Regions from separate parts of the Mus musculus genome. Here regions 1 and 3 are each linked to region 2. The links are chromatin contacts, called in public HiChIP or PLAC-seq and Micro-C maps. All regions are on one chromosome and are shown on one strand. The core of a region is the stretch at or near the end of the contact, and the rest is flanking DNA. Distances in the headings are between cores, read along the strand shown.

The links. Hi-C and Micro-C count contacts between places; a contact is called where the count stands out from the background. HiChIP or PLAC-seq counts read pairs in DNA pulled down with a chosen protein or histone mark.
Region 1: a contact with region 2 is called in a Micro-C map of muscle stem cells, with 3 times the contacts expected there. The contact joins the promoter of Pde4b here to the enhancer-like site in region 2. A contact is called at or near these places in 1 of 484 Hi-C or Micro-C datasets (muscle stem cells) and 3 of 115 datasets of contacts at active chromatin or transcription factors (astrocytes, embryonic midbrain and heart atrium).
Region 3: a contact with region 2 is called in an H3K4me3 HiChIP or PLAC-seq map of neural progenitor cells, with 14 read pairs. The contact joins two enhancer-like sites. A contact is called at or near these places in 14 of 484 Hi-C or Micro-C datasets (the C2C12 cell line, brown adipocytes, cardiomyocytes and 8 more), 9 of 115 datasets of contacts at active chromatin or transcription factors (astrocytes, bone marrow-derived dendritic cells, cardiomyocytes and 6 more) and 4 of 9 other capture datasets (embryonic stem cells, liver, macrophages and 1 more).

The regions. Positions count from the first base shown.
Region 1 is chr4:102,252,151-102,256,566 of GRCm38.p6, forward strand. It overlaps Pde4b (phosphodiesterase 4B, cAMP specific), which reads left to right and starts at 2,789. Exons shown (of 15, transcript NM_019840.2): 1 at 2,789-3,306. The coding sequence starts at 3,071.
Region 2 is chr4:102,572,124-102,576,447 of GRCm38.p6, forward strand. The region is part of intron 6 of Pde4b (phosphodiesterase 4B, cAMP specific); the gene reads left to right. Among named protein-coding and RNA genes, the nearest start is that of Gm52667, 4.9 kb to the left of the region's middle. Within about 2 kb of position 2,313, at least 146 of the 459 cell types and tissues checked have an H3K27ac peak or open chromatin away from gene starts, as enhancers often do. A contact at or near this core is called in astrocytes, heart atrium, muscle stem cells and 1 more, where this site is marked.
Region 3 is chr4:102,228,510-102,233,054 of GRCm38.p6, forward strand. It overlaps a transcript of Pde4b not described here. Among named protein-coding and RNA genes, the nearest start is that of Pde4b, 24 kb to the right of the region's middle. Within about 2 kb of position 1,447, at least 15 of the 459 cell types and tissues checked have an H3K27ac peak or open chromatin away from gene starts, as enhancers often do. A contact at or near this core is called in neural progenitor cells, where this site is marked.

The DNA of each region.
Region 1 (4,416 bases), core at 1,539-4,038, 320 kb before region 2:
AAAAGACTAATTATTTTATATAAAACCATGCTATTAAAAAAGGTGATGGGTTTTTAAAACATTTAAAACTGTTAATGTTTGAATTATAAACACCATTTTATTGGTAATAAATAATTGGCCTTTCTTTACAGCTTAGAAAAAAACTGAAATGTTACTAATATATCCCCAATATTTATAAGAAATAATTGTCTTTTACTAAGTTATTTTATTCTTTACTCTATTTCTCTGAGAGCATGGTGATACCAGAGATTTATTTATCTAATACTGAGATATACTATAGATGGACTTTTCAAGAATTCACAAGGGTATATATTTATAAACTGATGAAGTGGGACTACTAATTTCTCCTTTTGAGGTGCCAAAGGAATTACGGAGATAGGAAGGTTCCCTTTTGGTTTACTGGATGTTTCTTAAGCACAGGATGCCAGTATTTGAACCTTTAACACTTCCCACAAGGCTTGGTCGCCAGCTCGTGATGCTCCTGGGGCACTGAAGTTCAAGGGAGGAAAACTGGACCACAGGGGACATGGCCTCGAGACCCCAGCCCTGCTTTTCTCTCTGTTTATTTATAAACATTATAAGTATGAAAAATTCAGGCTATCGGAGAGTCTGATTATCTTTTAAATTTTGCATTCTAGTTAACCTTCTTGGTTACCCTTGTTTCCTCCAGGGGTAGGTAGGGATATCAGGTTATATATATAGCTTTGAGACCATTGGCAGACTGAAGACAGGTATGTGGGATGCCATCAAGAGGTGATATAAGCAGCATTCTCCTATCAGAACCTCAATTTACACTTAGCGATATTAGGGCTACACAATTTGCCATTACTTTTTTTTTTTCTGAGAAGACATTCCTAAAATTCTTATTTATCTCGTCAGCTTTGAAAATTAACTATGAGAAATGGCTTTAATGAATCCCACTTGCTATTTTATTTTTGCTAATAGGTCACTGTGAATCATGATAGAATCATATAATCTCAGGTCCCAGTTTTAAAAAAATAGTATTTTGGGTAAAAGACTTGCTGCAGAATTTAGCAAATAGTGGGTAGCGTTAACCACATTTTCTCCATATTATCAACATTCTATCTTTTCAAGATACTCAAAATACTTTCAGACCCCAAGAAGCTGCACTAAGGCCTGCCTAGACAAAAGCACTTTATAATGAAATAAACAGTGCTACCAGGAGTCAGGAAACTGGAGTGGGAGATGTAGTGATGACATCAGTCACCAGGATGGATTTGGATGAGTCCCTTCAGTCCCCTGGCTCTGTTTCCTGGTTTGAGAAATCATTCATAAACCAGGAACATTCAGCCCCATCTAAGATTTCACGACTGCACATCTGTTCACCATGTACTTTAGTTAGTTGTTTAGATCTGCACATCTGTTCACCGTGCTCTTTAGTTAGTTGTTTAGATCATGATGGGTTTTCAGAAGTGGTACTTAAAAGTCAGTAGTTTAAGTTCCAGTTCCTTCCCTAAGGTTTGCAGTGGGATGCCTTTCTCCTACCCAGAGGCGATGTTCTGCCGTTATTTAGCCCTCTAATCTTCAGCACATTTTTAGTGTGTGACAGACATATAGAGAGATTTATACAGCTGGACGACCCTACACATTAGTGTGAAAATGAATGTCTGATTTTCACTGAAGTCCTACTGTGCATCTTTACCTTTTCTGTCATTCTTGCTGATTAATCCTATCGTACTTTGCCACATTTATTTGAGATCAACCTGGATCCAATGACCATCACTGTGAATAAATATTTTACAACATGCAATGGACCTCATTATACTTCAGTATGCCTTTAAATATATAGAAGCTGTGCTCTCATGCCCAAGAAGAGAAAAAGAAAAAAGGAAAAAAAAAGGCAAAAAGAAAAGAAAAGCCAAGCCTAGCCAGGTTGAAGACATTCCTTGACTCCATGGCTTCTCACAAGCAATGTAGAAACCCACTCTCTGGTGCACACAGGCACAAAGATACACACCTTGTGCACCTCTCAGCACACACACAAACACATGCACAGTACCTAACTTGGGGTGCATGTTTTTTCTGGCTCTTACTTCCATTTCAGATTAGGGGTGCTTTGGCCATCAGAAGAGGCATTCAGTATCAAGTGGCTTATGTGGGCAGATTGCAAACAATGAGCCTAAAGAGAACAATGAGAGTAATGTTTATTGGAATAAAAATTAGGTTTTGAATTCCTTGGGGAAATGAACCAAAGCCAATGTTTTCCTGTTAAGTGACATTTTGTTTTTTTAACTGATGCTGCTTGGGATCTTCTAAAGAAGGAAGTGGGGTGGGGGTAGGGGGGGGGGAACTTCAGCAATTCAGCTCTTTGATTCAGAAATGGAATCTGAAAAGCTGTTTTATTGAGGCTTTTGGCAATCCCTGACTTAATCAGTTTTGACTGTGACAAAGACGATAGCCTCACGAATTTAGTGCAAATCCGAGCAGTGGAGGGTATTTTTCAGGGGGGAGATAGCCCAGTTGTTTAAAGAATCCTGGGCCAATAGCGTTTGATAGGCGGAGTTACGGCGGTGCTTTGCTGAGCAAGATAATTCTGAATGAAGACTTTAAAAGCACATGCTGGATGGGCTCTGGTTCCGCCCTTTGTGCAGACAAAAGTGACTGGGTGGCCAGGCTTTGCTTACTGTCCGAGTTAATGCAGCTTGTTTGATAAGGTTTTCTTTAAAAAAAAAAATACATATAAAGGATTTATCAAAAGCCCTCATGAATATTTCATGAGTTGATATATTCAGCTGAATGGATTCAGTGAGTCTCAGTGTGTAACTTGCAGACAAACCCCATCCACAAGGAGGCTGGTGACAGAGGAAGCACTTTGGCGCATTTTCAGAGGCAAAGGCAGCCTGATAAAGCTCCTTGTGACAGGCTGTCTTGCCAGTCTCCCAGTATGCTCCTCTTGCTCTGAAGTGCTCCAGGATTGAAACCACAGCTTCCCAAATTAGCCTGGGAAGAGTGTGCGGACCCAGCAGCCTTTTAACCCGCGTCAGTGCCTTTGCTATGTTCAAGACTGCTGTTTTGGATGGTGAATGCTAGCTAGCACTCCATACGAGACATGACAGCAAAAAATTCTCCAAAAGAATTTACTGCTTCGGAATCTGAGGTTTGCATAAAGACTTTCAAGGAGCAGATGCGCTTGGAACTTGAGCTTCCAAAGCTACCAGGAAACAGACCTACATCTCCCAAAATTTCTCCACGCAGTTCACCAAGGAATTCACCATGCTTTTTCAGAAAGTTGCTGGTGAATAAAAGCATCCGACAGCGGCGTCGCTTCACGGTGGCTCATACATGGTAAGAGTGGACTTAAAGGCATCCCAGTGCTAGGCAGATTCTTGGCTTCTCAGTAGTGATTTAGAAAGGTTGAGAATGGAATGTCTGAGTTTTGCTCGGAATGCATAGCGCAAGTCTGAGTTGAAGGGGTACAGTAGGTCAGCTAAGAATACAGAAGTGTACAGTGTGCTTAAGTATCTTTGTGCTACCTGCTGTTTCCAGATAAAATAAGCCTCTGACCGTGGAGACTCTTCGAAGTGACTGCTTATAAAAATGTCTTTTGGAAAATAGGGAATTGAGGGACCTTTTAAAAGTAAGATTTTTGTTTCATTTCTGTTCTATGATTTTAGCAGTGGGGCTTTGTTTTTGTTTTGTTTTTGTGGTACAAGAATAGGTATTTTCATCTCAATTCTAATCTATTCCTTAAGATAACTTATAAAAGCCTCAATAAATGTGTTGTCTCATCATGACTATGGGGCATAACCAGAGTGAGCTTTCTCCTTACAAACTTTTATCTTTACATTACTTAAAGGGTAGGGAAACTAAGTTCTAACTTACAAAGTGTCACTGACAATCAGTTGTATTATGATTCCAAAAATTTTGTATCTTTTAGGTATGCCAAGTATAAGAGGTTAGTGTCTCTGTAGAAGCTGAGTTGAACTCCCTACCTCCAGCATATATTTTATTTACACTGGATGTAAAAACAGGAGGCTGGCCTCCTTAAAGCAGTGCAGTGAAGAAGCACAAGGAGAGAACCCCAACATTAAGTTACTTTGACCTGAAAAGCCTGGGCCACCTCAGGTTTCTTTGAAGGGATGTGTCTTTCAAATTAAGATAACCTTCCAAATTGGTATTTGCAGCTCAGTCTTATTTAATAGGCAACATGGCAAGAAAAGCAGGATGTGGTTTTTTAAGGTAATCCCCACAGCAATTTTGTGCCTACATGCTAGAGTGCCAGCTAGCATAATCAACCAAGGCCACTGGATATTCGAAAATTAATATGCACTGTGTTGTTTCCTCCTCACCAGGAAAAAAAAAATGTGCTCGCTCTGTGCACAATGTGTTGATTAATCATAGCTACCCATAGAAAGATGTAGCTCACTTTGACAAATAGCCAATGTTCTGCCAACA
Region 2 (4,324 bases), core at 1,063-3,562:
TACTCTGAAACTCTCTCATGGACTGATCAGTAACAGAGCAGAAGTGAGCCCGCTCTAAAATGTTAGCTCAGAGTTCACCTCGGTGGGGAGTAAAGAGAGAAGCCGCCCTGGGGTTTTAACTAATATTTTCTGACTTCTCTCAAGCTGGGACTTTCCAGGTTGATGTAACACCCAGCCGCTTCCCCATGTTGGGGGCTTCACTGCGTAACTTCTCCAAATCACTCTGGGATTTACAGAGAATATTCTGCAGTGGCTTTGCCTGCCTCACAGCGTCAGCAGCTGTTGTGTGGTCCCTTATTTTGTGATATTTGATGCAACCTGCGGATCTAAAACTCTGTGGTGATATTTTCTCTAGGAAAGCCATGAATCTCTAGAGTCACCAAGATGAAACCAGGGACTAACCAGAAGAGAACAAGAGCAGACAATCTTTACATTCCCGTTGGTTTGCATGCCATGTGTGTGTGTGTGTGTGTGTGTGTGTGTGTGTGTGTGTGTGTCTAGAGTGCTGGCCTTGTCCACTGCCTAACTTGCAAAGTTATTAAAAATGTATCAATGAATGAAAGGAGGCGTGCATTGAGACCCAGAAATTCTCAGTCCCTCAAGCTTCCAGTCCTTGCTGATGGTTGTCTGAGGCAGGAAGCAATGAAAGTTGAATAGAGTTAACACTGAAGAGCCACGCAGGTTTAGCTGAAGCAGAAACTACTAGCTGCCTCACTTGTTAGCAAGGTCCCTAGTGGGAAGGTGGCAGGGCAAAGCAGTTATGCAGGGGGTAAATGAGAGGATACCATTTTTTAAAGAAGATCTCTCCACTGAACTGTTTTCTTCACTGTTGGTCAGATGAATGTCTTGGGCGAAGCTGAGCACAGTGGCAGGGGTGTGATGTATAACAGCCCAATGAGAATGTGTTGTGACCACCAGAGAAAAGGCTCATCAGAATTATCTGGGAAAGTGAGACTAAGTTATGCACAATGAAATTTTTACCTTACATTAAAATTTTCAGTGTTGAAATGATCTGAGTGTTCTGTGTAGTTGGAAAGGTCCTCTTTGCTATCACTAAGTAGCCAAATTTGGTCACATTTGGCTTACTTTTATGGAACAAAGGAGCCTCAGCAAAACTGAATTCCAGAGCTGAAAGGGAACATAAATGTAACGCCTTACAGAGGGTGGAAGACTGCGAAGAAGAGCTTTGGAACTGGAGGCGCATGGTTCCAATTCTGCCAGTCTCACTTGCTAGTCTTTTTACTTAACTGCCCAGAGATTCAGTTTTACAGTATAGAGGTGGGTCTCATCTCACCAGGTTTAGTATCCCCAAAGCGCTTAAGAAAGCGCCTGCCAGGAAGCAGGAATCCTGTGAGCGATCCCTTACTAACACCTACTTCATGGTTGCAAAACCAAATCTGTGTCCCTACTTGTGTTTCAGAGCTGACCCAAAGGCTTTTATTTACAAAGTCTGAACTTGACTTCAGAGCACAGATGGCAGAGCCTCTGTCCTGTGAAGTGAGTGTTATTTGGTAACATAGGTGCCAGTCTGTGGAGAAGGTGAAGAAAGGCCTGTCTGGTAGGGGGAAAGCAAATGGCCTTTAGGGTTTCTTACACCTGGACCGGGCAGTGCTTCCTTGTTTGTTTATGTTTTTCCTTGACCTACCTGTGGCCTAAAGAAATGGAAGGATTCATAAGTGGAGCAGATTTTCCCTGCGCTTCTTAGGGCAGGTGGACAGGAACTGCTACTGTACCTAACAAAAACAGTCTTGGTCTTTGCCTCAGTTTTCTTGACCCTTAAATATTAGCAATAGGCCAAGAGGAATTTCAAAATTTTAGAGACACTTGCAGCCAGGTGAATTAGTGTTAAAGAACATTTTCTTTTTCAAACTTAAAAAAAAAAGTAAAACTGGTAAGAAGACGGAGCAGGGGAACGGGAGCTTGAAGGACAGGGGCATGGTTTCTGGTGTCAGGAAGAATGCCTGGACCCCTCAGTGACCAGTCCAAGTTAAAGGTTAGGCATGTATGCCAGCCGGCTGGCCCCTCTTAGATTTGTACATTAATTGTTGTTTTGAGTTTTGCCAGCTCTCCTTACCTGGAAGAATTGTCTTCCCCTTCAGCAAAAAATGCGTTAGAGCATGAGTTCATCTGCCAAAAAACAGCCTGCTGTTTTGAAAACAGGATGCCTGAGCTCTGCCCCTCCAAAAAAAGAGGAACGGAAAGAGAAACAGTATAGAAAGGAAGAAAGCAAACAGCCCCACAGGGATCCCCAGGCCAAGTGCGGCACAAACAGTGACCTCTCTTTCCGACCTTCTCTATGGCTCAGTTCCTGAGCTCCTGTCACCAAAGCCAACCCACGTCATCAGAGCAGGATAGGAGGAATGGCACAGCTGCTGTGAGGGTGACTAGAATTTCCTGTCGCCTTCCTGACCAACGCAGTCAGAGAAGTACAGGGTTGCAACAACAGTGGCTGAGGAAGGATGGGCCCAGAACAATCCCGGGGAGGTGGGGCGGGACTGGGAAGGGATGGGAGGTGTTCCTTCCCACTCTGGACAGAGAAGCATAGTCGTTCATCCAGGATTTTCAGGTGAAAAGCATCAAAAGGCTTATTAGTACCTGGTATAGTGGATATAGAAAGATGAACATACTGTATCTTCAACTGCAGCTACATTCAAATGATTAGTCACAGCCCCAGATACCCTCCAAACACCCTGCGGTGGGACGTTGTTTTCTTTCTCTATCAGCTTTGCCTGGGACAGGTTTGGACCCAGATGATGAAATTGGACGTTCTGAAATTGGAAAGTCCAGTCTCGGATACCAAAGCTTCCTTTGGACTAAGGAGCTGGAGTAGAGTCCTTGAGTCAACGTTTGCTGCGGCACTTCACCAGCTGGGAGTGGGGGATAAATGGCACTTTCTTGAGGCATCCTGAAATCCCATACAGACACCATTACTGGAAAAGTGAGTCCTCCTGGCTGTGCAGGCTTAGTTCTCCAGCTCCACTCTGAGAACTTGTACCAGCCTGGGCTCCTTGGACGGAAGGGACTAACTAAAGTCACTCAATTCTACCAGCCTGGAGGCACTAGGAAACCTGAATGTGTAATTCTGGGAGGTGATCATGACCGAGGCAAGACAAGCGTTCTAAAGTTGAAGGGAGTCATTTTCTGTACCCCTGAACAATCAATCAGTAACTATGGGAAACACGGTGCCTAACGGAATTGAAAGGAAATAGATCTCATTGGCCAGTAGATGCATCTCAGAACTCTCCCAGGAGAAGGGATGCAGGTTGTTGAAGGATTAATCGATGATGATGGTGAGAAAGGAGTTTCCCTTAACACAGAGGGGCCTTTTATTGCTCCCTGGGTTTGAAGGAAGCCTTAGTATGGTTTCTTCCAGCTGTGCAGAAGGGCTTCATCAGACCAAAAAAAAAAAATGGGTTTCCTACTAGACCTTACTGTGCCTCTGGCCAGACTCCTCATTCCCTGCCCAAATGGCTTTTACCCTTCTTCCAAGGGCCTCTATGTGGGTGTGCTTCCACACAGGTACACACGCAGAGGCCCCAGGCACAGCCATGTAGCAGCAACACGGGACTGGGGAGAAGGTATGTGGGCTGTGGCAGAGGCTCACACGAGCTTACCTGGGAGGTCCTGAGTGGTGAAACAGGGAGAGAGTAGGATGTAGTCCAAGTTAATGGAGGCTAAGCTCTAGTTGACCTCCTAGACTATGATGGACTATCTGTGAAGTTAGCAGTTTAGGAGATAGCTTAAGTGACGTTCTTAAGCATTTAGGCTTGTAGAATGCACCCTGACAGATGTTGGGGATGATCTTGCTCTAAAGAATAAAGCGAGCATTGGTTCTGACCAGCAGGAGGGGAGGTGTGCATTCCTTGACCCAGTTTTCTCTCTTTGCTAGCTCAGCCTAAAGTGAGAAAATCTGAGTATAAGCCACGAGTTTAAGTTCTAGCTCTACCTTTACTGGGGATATTTTTCAGAGCAATTGAATAATTTTTTAAAAATCTTTTTATTTCCTTATTATAAAACAAAGTAGTTGGAATAGATTATTTTTGCGGTTTACTTCAGGTCTCCAATTTTTTGTTGGTAGACAGCCCGTGTCTCACACAGGGGTAGATGACTGCATGCTAACTCCTTTACCCTCATTCGTCTGTGAATATACAGACTCTTTGAGATAGGCACTATCTATGGGTGGTTAAAGTGGGATTTAGCTGAAATAACTTGATAAGCATGAATAAAATCACCATGCCTGGAAATGTAGCTCATTAGTAGAGTGCTTGTAACCATTCAGGGGGCTTTGAGATCCAACCCTAATTATAACACAAATGTGCATATG
Region 3 (4,545 bases), core at 197-2,696, 340 kb before region 2:
TATGCAATGTAAGATGGACCAATACATGTGTGTTGTTAGCAAAGAATCCTTCATCACGTGTCCTTTCATGTGCTTGCTTTAGCAGAACATCCTCTCTCCTGTGTCTGCTTCAGTGAAACGTTCCTTCACGAGTCTGCCTTAGCCTTTCATGTGTATCCACTTTAATGAAACGTCCCTTCATGTGTTTGCCCCAGCAAAACACCATTCAACGTGAATGATTTTCCAAAAACCCTTTAAAGTTTCCACTTCAGATTTTAGTCTCTCATTACTGTTTTCTGGTTTTGGGGCATTGAACAAACTTCCTCAAACTCAAAATTGTCATCTTTAAGGGAAATAAAGGTAAAAATAAATGTTGTTTCTCAGGACTGTGAAGGATATATTTGTGTATATATGTGAATATGCATATATTTTACACACATGTACACTTACACAGAGAGATAGACAGATAAAGAGAGACAGGCACATACAGAGCAAGAGAGTGAGAGAGACAGACAGACAGATGGACAGACCGACTGACAGAAATATTTTGAGAATATTTTAAACAAAGTGCCCCCAAACTCCACTCAAAAGCCTTCTGCAACTTTGAGCAGTGTCCCCGGAGGCCACTAGGTGTCTCTAGAAAGCTTGAAGTTAGGGAAGAAGAAACCAAAAAAAAAAAAAAAAAAAAAAAAAAAATCTACTGAACAGACTTCACAAACTGAAGCTCTGTGAAATCATGGAGTCCTTGCAGTCACTCCTTCCTCACTCTGAGGGAAGCTTCCAGTTCAGAGCTGCCTGCACTTTTGATTTACCTAGTTATCTCAACTCAGCAAGCGTCGATTGGGTATTTGGATGCACTAGGGAAGTAGCTGCTGTTGTTAAGGGCATACAAAATATACCGTTACAGGCACTACAGACTGAGTGATGAGAAAAAGAGAGACTAATGTTTTGTCCCAAAGCTTCTCTGCCAAGATGGCATATGTAGAACATACCAGCCGTATGGAGAAAGTATAATGATTGCCAAGGAAAAATAAAGCCTGCAGGTTAGAGATTAGGGAGAGCCACTTTCTGGAGAGACACAGAAAGCTGCCTTCGAGGAGGTAAAAACTGAGCAGAGATCTAGATGAGGTAATTAATGAGCCACTGAGAGACTCACAAAAGTAAAAGGGACCAGAAAGTCAAGGGCTTTCAAATGAAGGAGTGTGCTTGACATGTTTGTAAAACAGAGAGGAGGTCAGGACAGTCCATGCCAACTGTAGGAGGTTTCTATATAATTCGCTGCCTCTTGAGAGATAATATTTATTATAAAATTATAATTTTATAGTTCTTCCTTAATCGGCATTCATAATCAGATTAATGATAGTAATTAGTACTTCCAGAGTACTTTGCTATCTGCTAGGTTCAACCCTACAACCTTGACAAGTAAATGTAACCGCTTGCTGTCGTTCAGAGACTTTAACAGCAGCTCTCTTTCGGCAACACCCACAGTGAGCTGGTTATGTGGTACTTTCATTTCCAAGTGCAGGTGCAGGGTCATCCCAGGGATGAAAATGCATAAGCATGCGGTGCGGCTCCTCGAGTCTCTAAGAGGGATTCTGTGTACTGTGCACCATGAAGGAAAGGCTTGGTTTCATTTAGGGAGGAGGATGACAGTGGAGGCAGAAAGAGCATCGACTTGCAGAAACAGAGGCATGGGAGCTCAGATGAGCACGGAGTACACAGGAATTGGTCTGCAGTTAGTTGTGACTGAGTGTCTGTAACAGACAATATCAGAGTTTGCCCCTTCTCTACTGCATAGGGAGGTCTGCTTCTGCAATGTCAGATGCCTTCCAGCGATGCCTGATTGGGCAGAGGTGGAAACTTGACCCAAATGTACTAAGGGACGTTTGCCTTATGGGAGTTATCTTAAACATAGACCGTGTGACTGGATAACATTTTCTCTTTCAAGCCTGGAGCAAGTACTGAGATTTGCTATTCCATGCAGGTACTCAAAGCAAGCAGGTTACCCACAGTGGATGTTCAAGAAGTCATTTGAGATACTCTGGAAACCGATTAGGGGGGATCCACTGAAATAGAAATCTAGAGCAAGGGAAGATAAGAACCAGACTGAAGTACTATAGGGTCTAAACAACAAACTGGGGCAGGAGGTCTGTAGGTTCTATTTCAATTGGTTTCCACTTCTTTTGCCTCAGCCAAGTTTTTAATTGGGTTCTACATTTCCAATAAATGTATTTAATTCAAAGCCACATGATAGGCTAGTCAGCCATTTAAAGCCATATTTTTAAATAATATTCACTGCTATGAAAATGTGTCAAGACTATATCACTCTTAAGTTAAAATAAGCTGTAAAATGTTATGATAATACCAGGAATTTCAAAATTCAGGAGAGTGCTCTAGAGCCCAGAGAGGGCAGAGTACTGACTTAGGATATGATACAGAAGTGTCTTGGAACCAGAGGCAGCCCAGGGTAAGGTATCTAGGGAGGGAGAGCCATAGTAGACAGCCATGGGGGAGGGTTCAGTCAAAGATGTATTGACCTAATGCTTGTTGTTGCAGATAGCAGTGGACCCTTAGAGGAAGCCAAGAGACAACTTGTAGCTATAAATAGCATTCCCACAGAGGAAAATGACATCTCGGCCCTTCCACAACTTAGTCATCTCTTGAACATTGTACAAAGAAAAGTGACCCAAACAACAACAGCAAAAAAAACCTCAACAAACAAACTAACTTGAGAAGTGCATGTCCTACAGCAAAAACAACAACAGGAAAAATGGAGACAAGGCATTGCCAGAAATTAGTAACCTCACAAGTTTCCATTGTGTTCTGTTCAGATGAGCTCACTCTTAAAGGGACAGTCTTACATAATTTTCTACAAATTATAAATGTATGTGCTATATTTTTTAGTAGGGGCATAGAAGATAAGACATGAAGTTTCTATACTTTTATTTAGAGATAGGCTTTGGAAGGTGAGCAGGGAAACCTGGAGGAATGAGAACAGCCGGGGCAACGTGAATTGATGCTTGCTCAGAAAGTAAAGGTATCCTAGCCCTCTGCAGAACAGGGAGAACAAAGCTTTGACTGTCCAATTAATTAGATCAGCATTGCCTGATCTGTGGTTACAAGACTTAAGAGAGATTGGTGCGGGATCTTTTCTCAAAGAGTCACAAAGCATGTACTGTTGTCAGAGTGAACGCAGTGCAAAGGGATGCCTCTTTGGGATAAACACAGACACATTTTATAAAGAAAAAACAAATCACATTACCCACTTTCACAGGCCTAAAAACAAAATGGTGATGAACAGTTCCAAGGACATGATTGGGCCTCTTCTCTTCTCTTCTCTTCTCTTCTCTTCTCTTCTCTTCTCTTCTCTTCTCTTCTCTTCTCTTCTCTTCTCCTCTCCTCTCCTCTCCTCTCCTCTCCTCTCCTCTCCTCTCCTCTCCTCTCCTCTCCTCTTCTCTTCTCTTCTCTTTTCTTCATTCCTTTTTTTAAAAAATTGAATGTCCCTTTCTCCCAGAAGTCTAAAATTCAATATGTTTACAGAGTTTATCTGGCAAGAAAAATTTTAACAATGGAAGTTGTGAGTTACACTGGTCCCCAAGTACTGAATCAAGCTTTCCACAAACACATTTCCACTAGGCCACAGGTGCATCTTATGTACTTGTTACCCCGGGATTTAATACAGTTCCCAACACAAGAGGCGTGTATCAGGAGTGCACACACTTGACAGGGAAAGACACTTTCTTGCCTGGGTGTCTCTTGTCTGTTTGTGGACAGAATGGCCTGATGGGATGAGGTTTGAGCTGAGAGTCTGTGATCTGGGCTCTAGCCACAGATGTTCTGTCGGCAGTCTCTGCTTCTCCTTTGTGTGGCTCTATGTACTTACTTATTTACATCCTTGTTTATTTATTGTATGCATGTGCATGCCACAGCAGGTCCAAAGACAACTTTAGGGAATTGGTTCTCTACCATGTGGGTTCCTAGGATTGTACTCATCGCCTAGAATAATGACCTTTGAGGTATGGGAAGTTGCTCTTGTTAGAGAAGCCTCTAGTCACTATCTGATTCTTAGATGAGACAGAGGGATTTAGAAGGACAAAATTAATAATTTTCATTTCATTGTTGTTATGGTTTGAGTATGTAACGTTTATCACAGATTTGTACAATAACTATTAGACCCTGATTTGGGAAATTGCAGAATGTCTACTAGCTGGAAGATATGATAAATAGCACTAAAAACACACTTATGGATTTTAAATGGTATAAAATAGGTTGTTGTTTTTTTTCTTTAGATTTTAATGGCATCGTAAGTAAGCTTCACATTACACTTTAGATATTTATTAACATTCCATTTATACATTATATTTTATAAACAACCATAATTTTTAGTGTATCACAGTGAACTGACCTTGGAAAGAATATTTTGATAATACATGAGTCAAGTATCCAATCTATATTTACCTTTTACATGACATTATTAAATGCTGTTACCAAGTTTTAATTAAAAAGTAATTATATGAAAATATGTATTGTTAGAGCTTGTCACAATATAGCTGTTTTTATTGCATT